2 separate regions of the Macaca fascicularis genome follow, and region 2 is linked to region 1. The links are chromatin contacts, called in public Hi-C maps. All regions are on one chromosome and are shown on one strand. Each heading gives the region's core, a stretch centred on a gene start, on an enhancer-like site or on the middle of the called end of the contact. The rest is flanking DNA. Distances are from core to core; before and after follow the strand shown. Region 1 overlaps SLC29A3 (solute carrier family 29 member 3). Region 2 holds the start of SLC29A3 (solute carrier family 29 member 3).

Evidence for each region. A called contact is a pair of places that touch in the nucleus more often than the background predicts.
Region 2: a contact with region 1 is called in a Hi-C map of liver, with 1.6 times the contacts expected there. The contact joins the promoter of SLC29A3 here to the enhancer-like site in region 1. A contact is called at or near these places in 2 of 2 Hi-C or Micro-C datasets (liver and skeletal muscle).

What each region holds. Positions count from the first base shown.
Region 1 is chr9:75,033,459-75,039,128 of T2T-MFA8v1.1, forward strand. SLC29A3 (solute carrier family 29 member 3) reads right to left here. Exons shown (of 7, transcript XM_074001875.1): 6 at 4,110-4,226; 7 at 1-1,034. The coding sequence ends at 4,136. Among named protein-coding and RNA genes, the nearest start is that of CDH23, 21 kb to the left of the region's middle. Within about 2 kb of position 2,408, at least 3 of the 6 cell types and tissues checked have an H3K27ac peak or open chromatin away from gene starts, as enhancers often do. A contact at or near this core is called in liver, where this site is marked.
Region 2 is chr9:75,096,685-75,102,354 of T2T-MFA8v1.1, forward strand. SLC29A3 (solute carrier family 29 member 3) reads right to left here and starts at 3,440. Exons shown (of 7, transcript XM_074001875.1): 1 at 3,404-3,440. The coding sequence starts at 3,404.

The sequences.
Region 1 (5,670 bases), core at 1,158-3,657:
GAAGGACCTTAGGCACTGGGAGCCAGGGAACTCTCAGGCCAGTGTGCCCCACTATTTCAGGCCAGCAGTGTCCACAGAGTGCACTCTGGATTTTTCCAAAGTGTCCAGCCTATAGCACTCCGCACAACAAAACTGGATCCCTGAATCAAAAGACAAAATGACAATAAGTTAAGCTTAAAGATCTCAAATGGCTTTATTGCAATTTTAGAATCTGGCAACACTTCATTCCATAAAATAGAATAAGTGTTTCGATAAGCTGAGCAGAGCGAGTTGGTTTTATAGACAGAGAGAGCTGAAGGAAACAGAAGCAAAGAACAAAGAGCCTATTCGTTGCTTCAGAGCCACTTTCCTCATGAGGTGGGGACAGGGAGACAGAATGACAGAAAAATAACTGATTCATTAACATCAGGCTACTCAACGCTACTTCTCTCGTATAAGGAATAAAGCAGAGGGGATTCACTCTTGTGCCTGTTCAGATTTGAACTGGCCTGTTTGGGAAATTGCCTGCTACCTCTTTTCAGGTAACTACTTAGTTTGGGTTTAGTGACATGGAACTTTAGCATGGGTGACTCCCTTTGGATTTTTAGCCTGGTCTGTTGCGGCCTAATTCAGAAACTTAGTCCAAAACAATGGCCTCCTATAATTTTCATTTAACACTTGCCTGCTCTGAGAAGAGTAGGAATGACAAGACAGCAAAACATGGACTGACCCTCTGCCCTCACTGGTAAGGAGCTCACCTTTTGGACTCAGGCAGACCTGGATTCAAATCCTTGGACAAGCCACTTAAATCCTCCAAACCCTAGTTTCCCCGTTGGGGGGCAACATCTCCCTCTCAACTGAGGCATGGTGAAGGTGAAGCAGACAACAAGAGTAAAGGATTTAGCAGAGCATTTCATTCTCCTTGAAGCCAGCTTCATTGGGCAATGACACCTCCCCCAGTTGTTCCCATCTGAGGTGGTGTTTCTCTAGAAGCCGATCCCAGACAAAGATTTAAGTGCGAGTCGTTTGTTAGAAGTGACTTCAGGAAGCTCCAGCTGAAGAATGAGGAAGTGAGACAAGAAAGGGAAGGAGACCAAAATAAGATGTGTTATCAAGTAGGTTACCATTGTAGACAATGGGAGCTCCGGGGAACAGCCTAGCAGAACTGTCGTACTCAAACTTCAGCACAGACTCACTAGGAGGGCTTGTTGAAACACCAGTGACTGGGCCCCAGCCCCTAGAGTTTTAGAATCAGTAGGTACAGCTTAGTAGTAGGCTGACAATGTGCATTTCTAACAAGTTCTCAAGTGGTACAGATTGCTGCTGGTTTGGGACTACACCCTAAGAACCACTAAGTGTCTCAGCATGATCTCAACTGAGGGATGAGGAAGCTAGGGAATTTCTCCACCAACTCCCTGTTCATCAGTATTTGGGGGCTGCTTCTGAGGGCATTCGCCCTCTGGCACTCAAGTTGACTCAGGCCAAAATGGCTCCTATGGCCAGAAAAGCCCTATTAAGCCTGTTGCTAGGGTCTTCAGGTCCTTTAGCTGGGAGACAGGGTGGGGAGGAGAACCTCAGAGAAGCTTGCAAGGTAGTTGCCATCTGAAGGATTTCAAGGGAAGCTAAGGGTCAAAGATGGCTTCGTTGAGTCCCTAGCTATGCATTCATATGGTCGTATATTTTTGTAAAATTAGCAAGAATATTTTGTTGTGATTTCTTTTTACATTCTAAATAAGTTTGTTTTTATACCTGATTTTATATTTGCAATTTTTTATTCTTTTTTCCAAAAGAGGGCCCCCCAAATTGTCTAAGCTTCAGACCCCATAAAACCTGGATTGGTCCCACATGGTCTAGTAGGAACACAGATTTAGGTTTGCTGAACTGAAATGAGTGTCCACGGTTTGACTGATTAAGAAAACAAGCCACCTGAGTTCAGGACCACCCAACTTCAAATTCCAGCTCTGCCACTCCCTAGTTTGAGGTAGTTTGGCCAACATGCTTAATCTGTCTAAACTCCTGTTTTCTCATTTACAAATTGGGACAGTAACCATACTTTCCCTACAAAATCAGATGATCAAATTAAATAATCCTTGCAAAGAGCCAGGCCGACAGTAAGTGCTCAACAAATATGAGTATCTTTTTTTTTATCATTATTTGCTCCCCTGGTTTATTTCTGCTTTTTATCATTTGCCTCCACGATCTTCCTCCAAGACCAGGTAGGAAAGAGTGATCTGGGGACAAAACAAAAAGCCGCTTCCGGAATTGGCAGGTCGCCTCTCCCTAGAGCTTTCTTGCTGGCTCTTCCAGCCCTACTGGCTCCGCCCCCCTCGACTGGGCGTCCACCCCGTTGCCGGGTAACTACCAACGGGCCCCCGCGCGGGCCTTGGCTGTAGGGCCCGGCTCCCGGCCTGCCCCGCGGCTCCCGGAAGCCGCTCGCGACCATCTGTTTCGTGGCGTGTGGCCGTTTGCCTGCCAGAGGCCAGCGAGGGCGGTCCAGGCCCTGGCTTTAGGAGCTGTTTCTGGCCGCGCTGAGCGTGGCGGGCCCGGCACAGCCGTGAGTTGCTAAACGAGGTGGCTTTGCGGACCTGACGATTCGACACACCCCGCTTGGTGTGTCACCGCCGTTGGGAGTCTCCAGGTAGCCCGATCCCAGGGAATACCGAACGGCAGCTTAGAGCATCTTCCGGGAGCATCTGCCGGTGGCCTGGGCACCTCCCCATCAGCCCCTACCGTGCCACCCCCGCCTGGGCCTTGAGGCCCGGAGATCTGAGCACTCCGGGACCTATCCCTCAGCCTAACCAACTTGGTTCAGCTCTGTGACATTGGGCCAAGTGACTGAGAAAAGACAGGGCCAGACACGGTGGCTCACGTCTGTAATCCCAGCACTTTGGGAGGGCGAGGTCATGAGTTTGAGACCAGCCTGGGCAACATGGTGAAACCACGTCTCCACTAAAAATATAAAAATCAGCCAGGCGTGGTGGTGGGTACCTGTAATCTAAAAATATAAAAATCAGCCGGGCGTGGTGGTGGGTACCTGTAATCCCAGCTACTCGGGAGGCTGAGGCAGAGGCAGGAGAATCGCCTGAATCCAGGAGGTGGTGTTTGCAATGAGCTGAGATCACATCACTGCATTCCACCCTGGGCAACAAAGGGAGACTCCGTCCCAAAACACACACACACACACACACAAACAAACCCACTTCTAACTGCTGCTACTCAGCATGTACATTCAGGGAAACTTGAATCTATGCTCCTGGGTGGCCATCCTCAAGCTTTGGGCTTGAATAAACTCTATAGTTAGTCATATTTTCTATATCTAATTGTTTAAGGTGGACAAACTTCAGAAGCTTCTTTGCTCTTCTGGTACTGATAATACCAACAGTGAATAATAAGTGATATTGTTATTGGTTGCTTACTTCCTACCCCTGATAAATGTTCTAATGCTGAAGTCTAAGAGGTATAATAGTTATTACGCCCATTTAGTATAATGGGTATAATGAATGAGGAACTAGGCTCAGGGAAGAATTTGATTTGCTCTGACACACAGCTCTACAGGGCCAGATTTCCAACCCAGGGTAGTCAAGTCCAGAGCCTGCAATTTTCACTTGAAGTCTTCCTGTAAGGATTGACAACAGGATGTTCAGTCTTAGCCAGGTGCCTGACAGCTACTGAGGGCCCAGTGGAGGTTAGTGGGCAAATCATCATAGTAGTTTTAATAAGCAATAGTTCTGTCAGTATCAAAGAGTGGCTGTGGTCAGAGCTTTGTGAGAGACACATTGCTGTATTTACTTAGGACGGGAACAATCTGGAGTTTGTTTCCACCACTCCCTGGAGTTTCAAGTCCTTAAAAATGTTCAAGCTGGTTTGCCTTTGTGTCTTCTATTTCCTGTCTACACTTTGCTCCACCTCTATTTTTGCCCCTTCCTCCCCCACTTCCGGTTATACCTAACGCCACAACTGACGCCCTTCGCTTATGAAAAATGGCCAGCTTTCTGCCCTCAATTTAAACGGATCAATCCGTAGCCCCAGACGTTCTTATTGTTCTTGGCTAAAATGAAAATGGCGAAAACATAACCACAAAAGGCAGACTCTTGTTAATGGGGGTCCTAAATGTGAAAGGGAGAACTTACCTGGCCCGTGAGTATCTGGCTTTCAGTCAGCGGAGACAGCGGTCTGTGCTCTTCCTAAATGTCTGCTTATACCACACTGGGGTTTGGAGACTCCTGCCTGCTTCTCCCTTTCCTTGCCTATGAAACGAATAATATTAGTCACGTCCAAGTACCACCTGTATTTTTTTTAAAGTACTTCTTAAATTGTTTTTTTAGTTGATTTACTTATATTTACTTTTAAAATGTGTATGTCATTACTTTAATGGAAAACCACTATCAGCTGCCATAAATAGAAAGTAAGAAACCACATAAAGAGATGAAAATTAAAATATTGTTTTCAATTCTAGTGGGCAAAACCTTGAGTGCTTTGTTAAAAAGGGAGACTGTTGAGTTTTAGTGAGGTGTTGAAGAATTCAAACACTAAACTGAAAGTTTCTCCTGTGGGTAATCAGGATTGAAAGTATTGAAAAGGGGAGAACTTGGACATGCTGAGGTTCTGTGTTTAATCCTCTGCTTGGTAGCACCCAAAGTCACTCAGCACAGTACCAGCACTTCACTCTCTTTCCATCTGTGGAGAAACGGTAGCCGCAGTAGTCCTTGGAGCCTTCAGTGCTCATGTCTAATAAGCATTTTCTCTGATTCTTTTAGGGCTGTTGGGGCAGGTGGGATGGGGTGCAAATGGATCTAAGAGCAGGATAATAACAAGAGCTAATATCTGATAGGCTTTTTGCAGTTCACAAAGCTCTCTCACAAGCCTGCCACCTCTGTATTCCCGCCTGCGCTTTTCCTCCTTTGCGTTATCGCCATCTCAGGCACAGGTGAGATGAGCTGTTTAGCAGATTTTCATATGTACCAAAAGCTGTTCTACTACTGCTGCATCCTCCCAGGACCCCAAGAAGCAAGTGGGGAACAGCTATTCTCATCTTACTTTCTGGAGCAGGAGAGGCTTGACTCACAGAGGCAAGCGACCCCATTTCTGGACCAGTCTCTGCACTGTCAAACAGTGTCTGGGTAGAAAGGGGATGTTGAAAGAGGGTTTTACATGGAGCAAATTGTGGATAATGACACCCTAGTGGCAAGCCAAGGAAGTTAGGAGATCCAGGTTCTACACCAGAAGGGGCCCAACTCAAAGTGGTGAAGTTGCTGGCTGCTGCCTTTCGCCAGCTGCCGTTCTCCTGCTGCCAGCTGAGGACCTGTGCCCTTCCAGGATGGAGTTGGGGACAGGGGCAGGCAACATCACTCTTCTTGTAATTCTCTGCCCAAAAATCTAGGCTTCTCAGGCCTGCTCCCCACAACACCACCACCCCCCCCCCACAAGATGGATCCTCTTGGCTTACCTTAGGGTTACCATGGTGGGAGAATGGAGCTCTATCTTCTTACCATGAAGTTACACAGATACTACTATCTTGAAACCTCTTAAAAGGGAAAAAGGAGGCCAGCCGTTGACCAGAGAGGACCCTTGGCCCCTGCCTATCATCTGTCCCACATGTCCTGAGGTGGGGGAAATGGTTTAAGGGAGAGAGGAAAGGGAGCCCCCTAAATCTCTACCAATCCTGGCTATATATCCTAATAAGGCTCAGCT
Region 2 (5,670 bases), core at 2,190-4,689, 64 kb after region 1:
AGTCTAAAGGCATTCACAGTTCTGTGCAGCCATAAAAAAAGAATTAGGACCCCTGATGGGCAAAGAATGATCTTTAAAACCTTTTCGACTTTATTTGAAAGAAATAAGGGGCAGGATAGTATGTAGAATATGCTACTATGTGTGTAAAAAAAGTGGGGAGAGAAAAATATACATATGCATATGCATTTGTATATGCATATAATATCTCTGGAGGCTACATAAGAAGTTTCTAACAGTGAGTGGCTGCCTCTAAGGAGGGAGACTTCCCTGTATTCTTATTTGTGCCTCCTGAATTTTTAACTATGTTCCTAGTTTATTATCAGTTCCAAAATAAAATTAAAAGTGTAAATAAAAATAAAAACCTTCAGATTAAATAATTGTTTAAAAACTGGTAGTGTCTAGGGCTGCCTCCATAAGCTGGTGTGTAGCCTCTGATAGTCCATTCCCATTTCATTTGTGGGGAAAGAGAGGTCCAAAGAACAGAAGGCCATAGACTAGGTAAATGGTCAAGCCTGGGTTTGCAGCTCCTGCCTGGGTCCCACCTCTGCTCATCACGCCCTACCAGGAGTCAGCTACTTTCTTTTTTTTTTTTTTTTTTTTTTTTGAGACGGAGTCTCGCTCTGTCGCCCAGGCTGGAGTGCAGTGGCCTGATCTCAGCTCACTGTAAGCTCCACCTCCCGGGTTCACGTCATTCTCCTGCCTCAGCCTCCCAAGTAGCTGGGACTACAGGCGCCCACCACCTCGCCCGGCTAGTTTTTTGTATTTTTTTTTAGTAGAGACGGGGTTTCACCGTGTTAGCCAGGATGGTCTCGATCTCCGGACCTCGTGATCCACCCGTCTCGGCCTCACAAAGTGCTGGGATTACAGGCTTGAGCCACCGCGCCCGGCCGAGTCAGCTACTTTCAATCTATGGTAGCGCCTAAGACAAATGGAAGAGCCTGGGCTACCAGCAACTATTGTCTACATGTCCTTGGGCAGGTTACCATATTTCTGTGCCTCAATTTCCCTAAATGTAAACCCAGGGAAGCCATTTTTATGATAGTTATGCAACTGCAACTGGCTGGCAATGCCTGGCCTGTAAGCAGCTGTTGAACAAATGTCAGCATCTCCCTGGCATCCTGGGCCTGTCGCATGGCTGGCTGGCTGCTGGATTTGGCTGTAAAGTAGCATGCCTGCTTCTTTGCTCTAGATAGCACTTAGGATGTGGCAGCAGCTTGTTAAATGAGAAATGTCTCCGTAATGCTGAGGATGGGACACTTCAGAGTCCCTTCTGCAGTAGCCTCTTCCCTACCCAATAAACTAATAAATAAATAAATGCATCTTGATTTCTATAGGAGGCTAAACCTAACTCAAAGCATCGTGCCAAGAAGACTGGGGCCTTTATTCCCTGGTGGGATGGGAATACCTCCTCATGTGGGTGCAGAACCTTATCCACTATTTCAGGAGAACCTCAGAGCATCCCTTGGAATTAGAGCAAAAAACATTGCTCTCTTTTTTCAGATGGAAAGACTGAGGTCTGGAAGGCACTTGCTATGTCCCACATTCAAATAGAAAGAACTCCCAATAGCTAAACTTAAGTCCAGTAATCACAAATGCCAAGGTCTGTGCCTAACAGAGGTCACACTTGAGGCTGACAACAGCCTAATATATTAGGTACTACTCTAAGACCCATTTCACAGATGAGGGGTCTGAGGCTCAGAAAGGTTGAGTAACTTGCCCAGGGTCACAAAACTAGCAGATGGCAAGAGTGAAGTTACACAGCCAAGCTGACTGGGGACCATGCTGGACTCCTCAGCACACCGGGGAGGACTGGCTGGGAATGGGAATCTTGTGTCTGCTGGTTCCAAGTACAAGCATCCTTCCTGCAAGCGTTGAAGTCAGTGAGTGGGGAGGGGCCCAGGCACACTGAAGGCACCCTTGTCAATGTTTGCTGAATGAATGGACTCTGCACCACCAGGACATTCTCCCCTGCTGGGGTAGCATGTACCCTGGAGCCGGCAGGCGGGAGGCCACTGGATGCCCAAGTGCAATGCATCCAGCCAGCAAGTCTATTTTAAACTCCTCTGGTTAGCAGAGCCCCTCCCCAGCCTGGATTCGGATGGAGGCTAGCATTAACAAGCTCACTGTCTGGAAGCTCACTGTGTGGAAAATCTCTTTCCACATGTACCCACTCACAGAGTAAAGGCCATGTGAAGGCACAGCAAGAAGGAGGCTGTCTGCAAGTCAGGAAGAGAGCCCTCATCAGAAACCAAATCAACCAGCATCTTGATCTTGCCCTTCCCAGCCTCCATATCCATGAGAAACAAATTTTAAGCCACCTAGTCTATGGTATTTTGTCTGGCACAAAATGGTACAAATGTAACAAGCTCACCTGTTACATTTTAAAAATTAGTGTTTAAAATGTAAAAAATAATCATGACCCACCCACATAGAACAAGAGAGAACCACAAGTGGTTCTTCCCAGAGGCTCCAGCTACCTGTGGCTAGAAGGACCACCAGCCCTGTCACTCAGGACCACACTTGGCTAGGGCCCCTTCTCAGTACCTGGCGTCTATTTGTCAAGGACCATTCAGCCTTGACTGAGCTTCTGAACAAGGAGCCAGGAATTTTCTCTAACCAGGGTCACAGGCCAGGGCACTGGAGTGAGCAGTCTTATTAGTCTTTACAAAAGCTAGCTGCTGACTTCTGGATTAAAAAAGAAAGAGAAAAGCAGGCAAGGAAGTGCCCAACCTTCCCCAAAACAGGCTGGCTGTGGCCTGGAACGTGCTCCTGGGTCACCTGCAGGAGCCCGGCCATGCATAGAGAGGTAGCCCTGCACAAGGAGGCAGGCACTGCTGGGGCCGCGGCAAAACCTCATCTGGGCCAGGAAGCCTAGGTACTGGTTCCAAGGAGGCTCCTGACTCTGGCTAGGTGGCTCTCCCTTCTGTGCCTCGATTTCTTGGGCTGTGCACCGGGGTGGGGAGCTGGTAGGGCTAACCTGTGGGAGGGCACTGGGAAGCGCAGGGCACCGCCCACTGGCCGCTGCAGAACCGGCTTTGCGGTGTAAACAGCCCCAGCCTCAGGCCGGGCAGCTGGGACCGAGAGAACCAGCCAGCAACTGGATACTTCGGGCCGACAGGTCCATACCAGGCCCCCACCATACAGGCAGTAAGGTCCAGTCTCAGGGAGGAGGAGGAGGGGAGAGAGGATTTGAGGAAGAGAAGACAGAGACCCAGAAAGAGGGGTGGCAGAGAGCAAGGAGGGAGAGGAGGGACGGTGGGGAAGGGACCACGGAGGGGGTGGGGTCCTTTGGCTCCCCTGGCAGCCCGCAGCCGTCCCCAGGGCCCGGGAGGGAGGTCGCTGAGCGCGAGTCTGGGGGGTGCCGGGACCGGAGCCGGAAGAGCCCGAGCCAGCCCGCACTTACTGTCGCCGCTGCGCTGCGCCGCGCCGCCGCCGCCTCCGGCGCACGGCCAGGACCACTGGGCTTGGTAGGCGGCAGGCGGGCTCCTCCCCCGGCCCCGCTCCGCCCCTCCCGGCACCACGCCGCCGCTTCCCCGTTTGCAAACAAGCCTTTTTCCTTTGTCTTCTGCCTGCGCGCCGGGGCTCCCCCTCCTGGCACTGGGCTGGGGCCAGCCTGCGCCCATTTCACAGGAGAAAAAGTGAGGCGCCCAGTGTTAAACGCACTGCCCATGCTTGCGATGGGTGCGCGGCGCATCAGGCCTCCTGGTTGCTGCTCCTTTTTTACCTTGGAGTCAGACCCCACTGTCTGAGACCTCCCCTTTAGCTACAATAACCTGCACCCCAGGACTAAGAGGAGCCCTCATCTTGCCCCCACACCGCTGCCGAGACCCCTCTCCAAAGGCTGCTTCTACCCTTCCCGGCTGCCCCTGCTCTGGAGGTGAAGCGGGACCCACACCTGGACTGAACTGGGCCTCCCAGGCTGGGCAGCTATTTTCAGTAGACCCAGAACTTGGCAGTCAGCAATTCCAGCCCTCACACTTGACCGCAGCCGCAGCGTGTAACACACAGCTGTTGGGTGTTCTTTAAGAAAGTGGGGGCCGGGTGCGGTGGCTCACGCCTGTAATCCCAGCACTTTGGGAAGCCGAGGCAAGCGGATCACCTGAGGTTGGGAGTTCGAGACCAGCCTGACCAACATGGCAAAACTCCATCTCTACTGAAAATACAAAATTAGCCGGGCATGGTGGTGGGTGCCTGTGATCCCAGCTACTCGGGAGCCTAAGGCAGGATACTCGCTTGAACCTGGGAGGCGGAGGTTGCAGTGAGCCGAGATTGTGCCATTGCACTCCAGCCTGGGCAACAAGAGGGAAACTCCGTCTCAAAAAAAAGAAAAGTAAAGAAAGCGGGAACCAGGCTGGGCGCACTGCCTCACGCCTCTAATCCTAACGCTTTGGGAAGCTGAAGCAGGTGGATCGCTTGAAGCCAGGAGTTCGAGATCAACCTGGTTAACATGGCCAAACTCCATCTCTACTAAAATTACAAAAATTAGCTGGGTGTTGTGGCGCACACCTGCGATCCCAGCTATATGGGAGGCTGAGGCAGGAGAATTGCTTGAATCCGGGAGGCGGAGGTTTCAGTGAACCGAGATGATGCCACTGCACTCCAGCCTGGAGCCTGGGTGACAGAGCAAGACTCCAACTCAAAAAGAAAAAAAAAAAAAAAATAGTGGAAACCTTCTTGACTCCCGGTCCTGGCCCAGTTGGCCAATTCAGAGCGGGGATCTAGATGCTTCACAGGGCCTGAAGATCTGTGACCATGGATAGTAAATCCTTGCAGTTGCCACCCCAGGGCTCAAGAGTGCCACAGAGCCCATCGAGGCTGTCAGTAGTGTGGACAGGTTCTCAGAGCATCCCCACTCCCCGCCCCAGCCTCTCATTTTATAAACCACCATTCCCCAAACACTGGCCTGATCATATAAGTCTCTGGGTACACATCCAGATTCTGGGGACCTCTCCCCAGGAGGGTTGCTGCTACTCCCCACTCCCTAAGGGTGGTGCTATACCTACTTTGTTTGCTCTTCCCTCATAGTGGGCACATAATTTGTGTTCAATAAATACCTGGATTGATACAATCCATCATTCAAGGGGTGCAGACTGGGAAGCCAGAATGGATCATTTAACAAGCTCCACCAGCAGGCGAGTTTGGAGACTAGCACCCTAAATTGTCAGAAAGCCCCCCAGCCAAGGAGAGGAAGGGGCTTAGCTCCAGACTTACGAGCTGCGGGATAATGGTAAAATTACTAAACCTCTCTGAATCCCAGGGTCGGCTTAGGACTAGCGGGAGCATTAAGTCAGGTGATCCATACCAGGCACTCAATGCAAATTTCTATCACTTCCAAGGAAGACACTCCCCACCCCCAGAATGTGATAGTTCATATGCTAGTTTAGTCATCAGGCCTTATTTTTGGCCTTCTTTACATTGGGAAAAAAAATCCTCTAATATACAAAGCATTTTCATGAACAGTCTCTCATTTGATCTCCCCTCCCCCACCCCAGTACCCAGTGAAATGGGATTGTTGTCCCCATTTTATAGATGGGGAAACCCAGGCTCAAAGAGGTAAAGTGGCTTCCCAGGGCATACAGCTGGCAGTGATGGAGTGGCAGAACCCAGAGCCAAGGCTCTTCCTGTCATGCCCAGTTACAAGCAGGCAGGTGAGGCTGAGGGGAGGGGGCA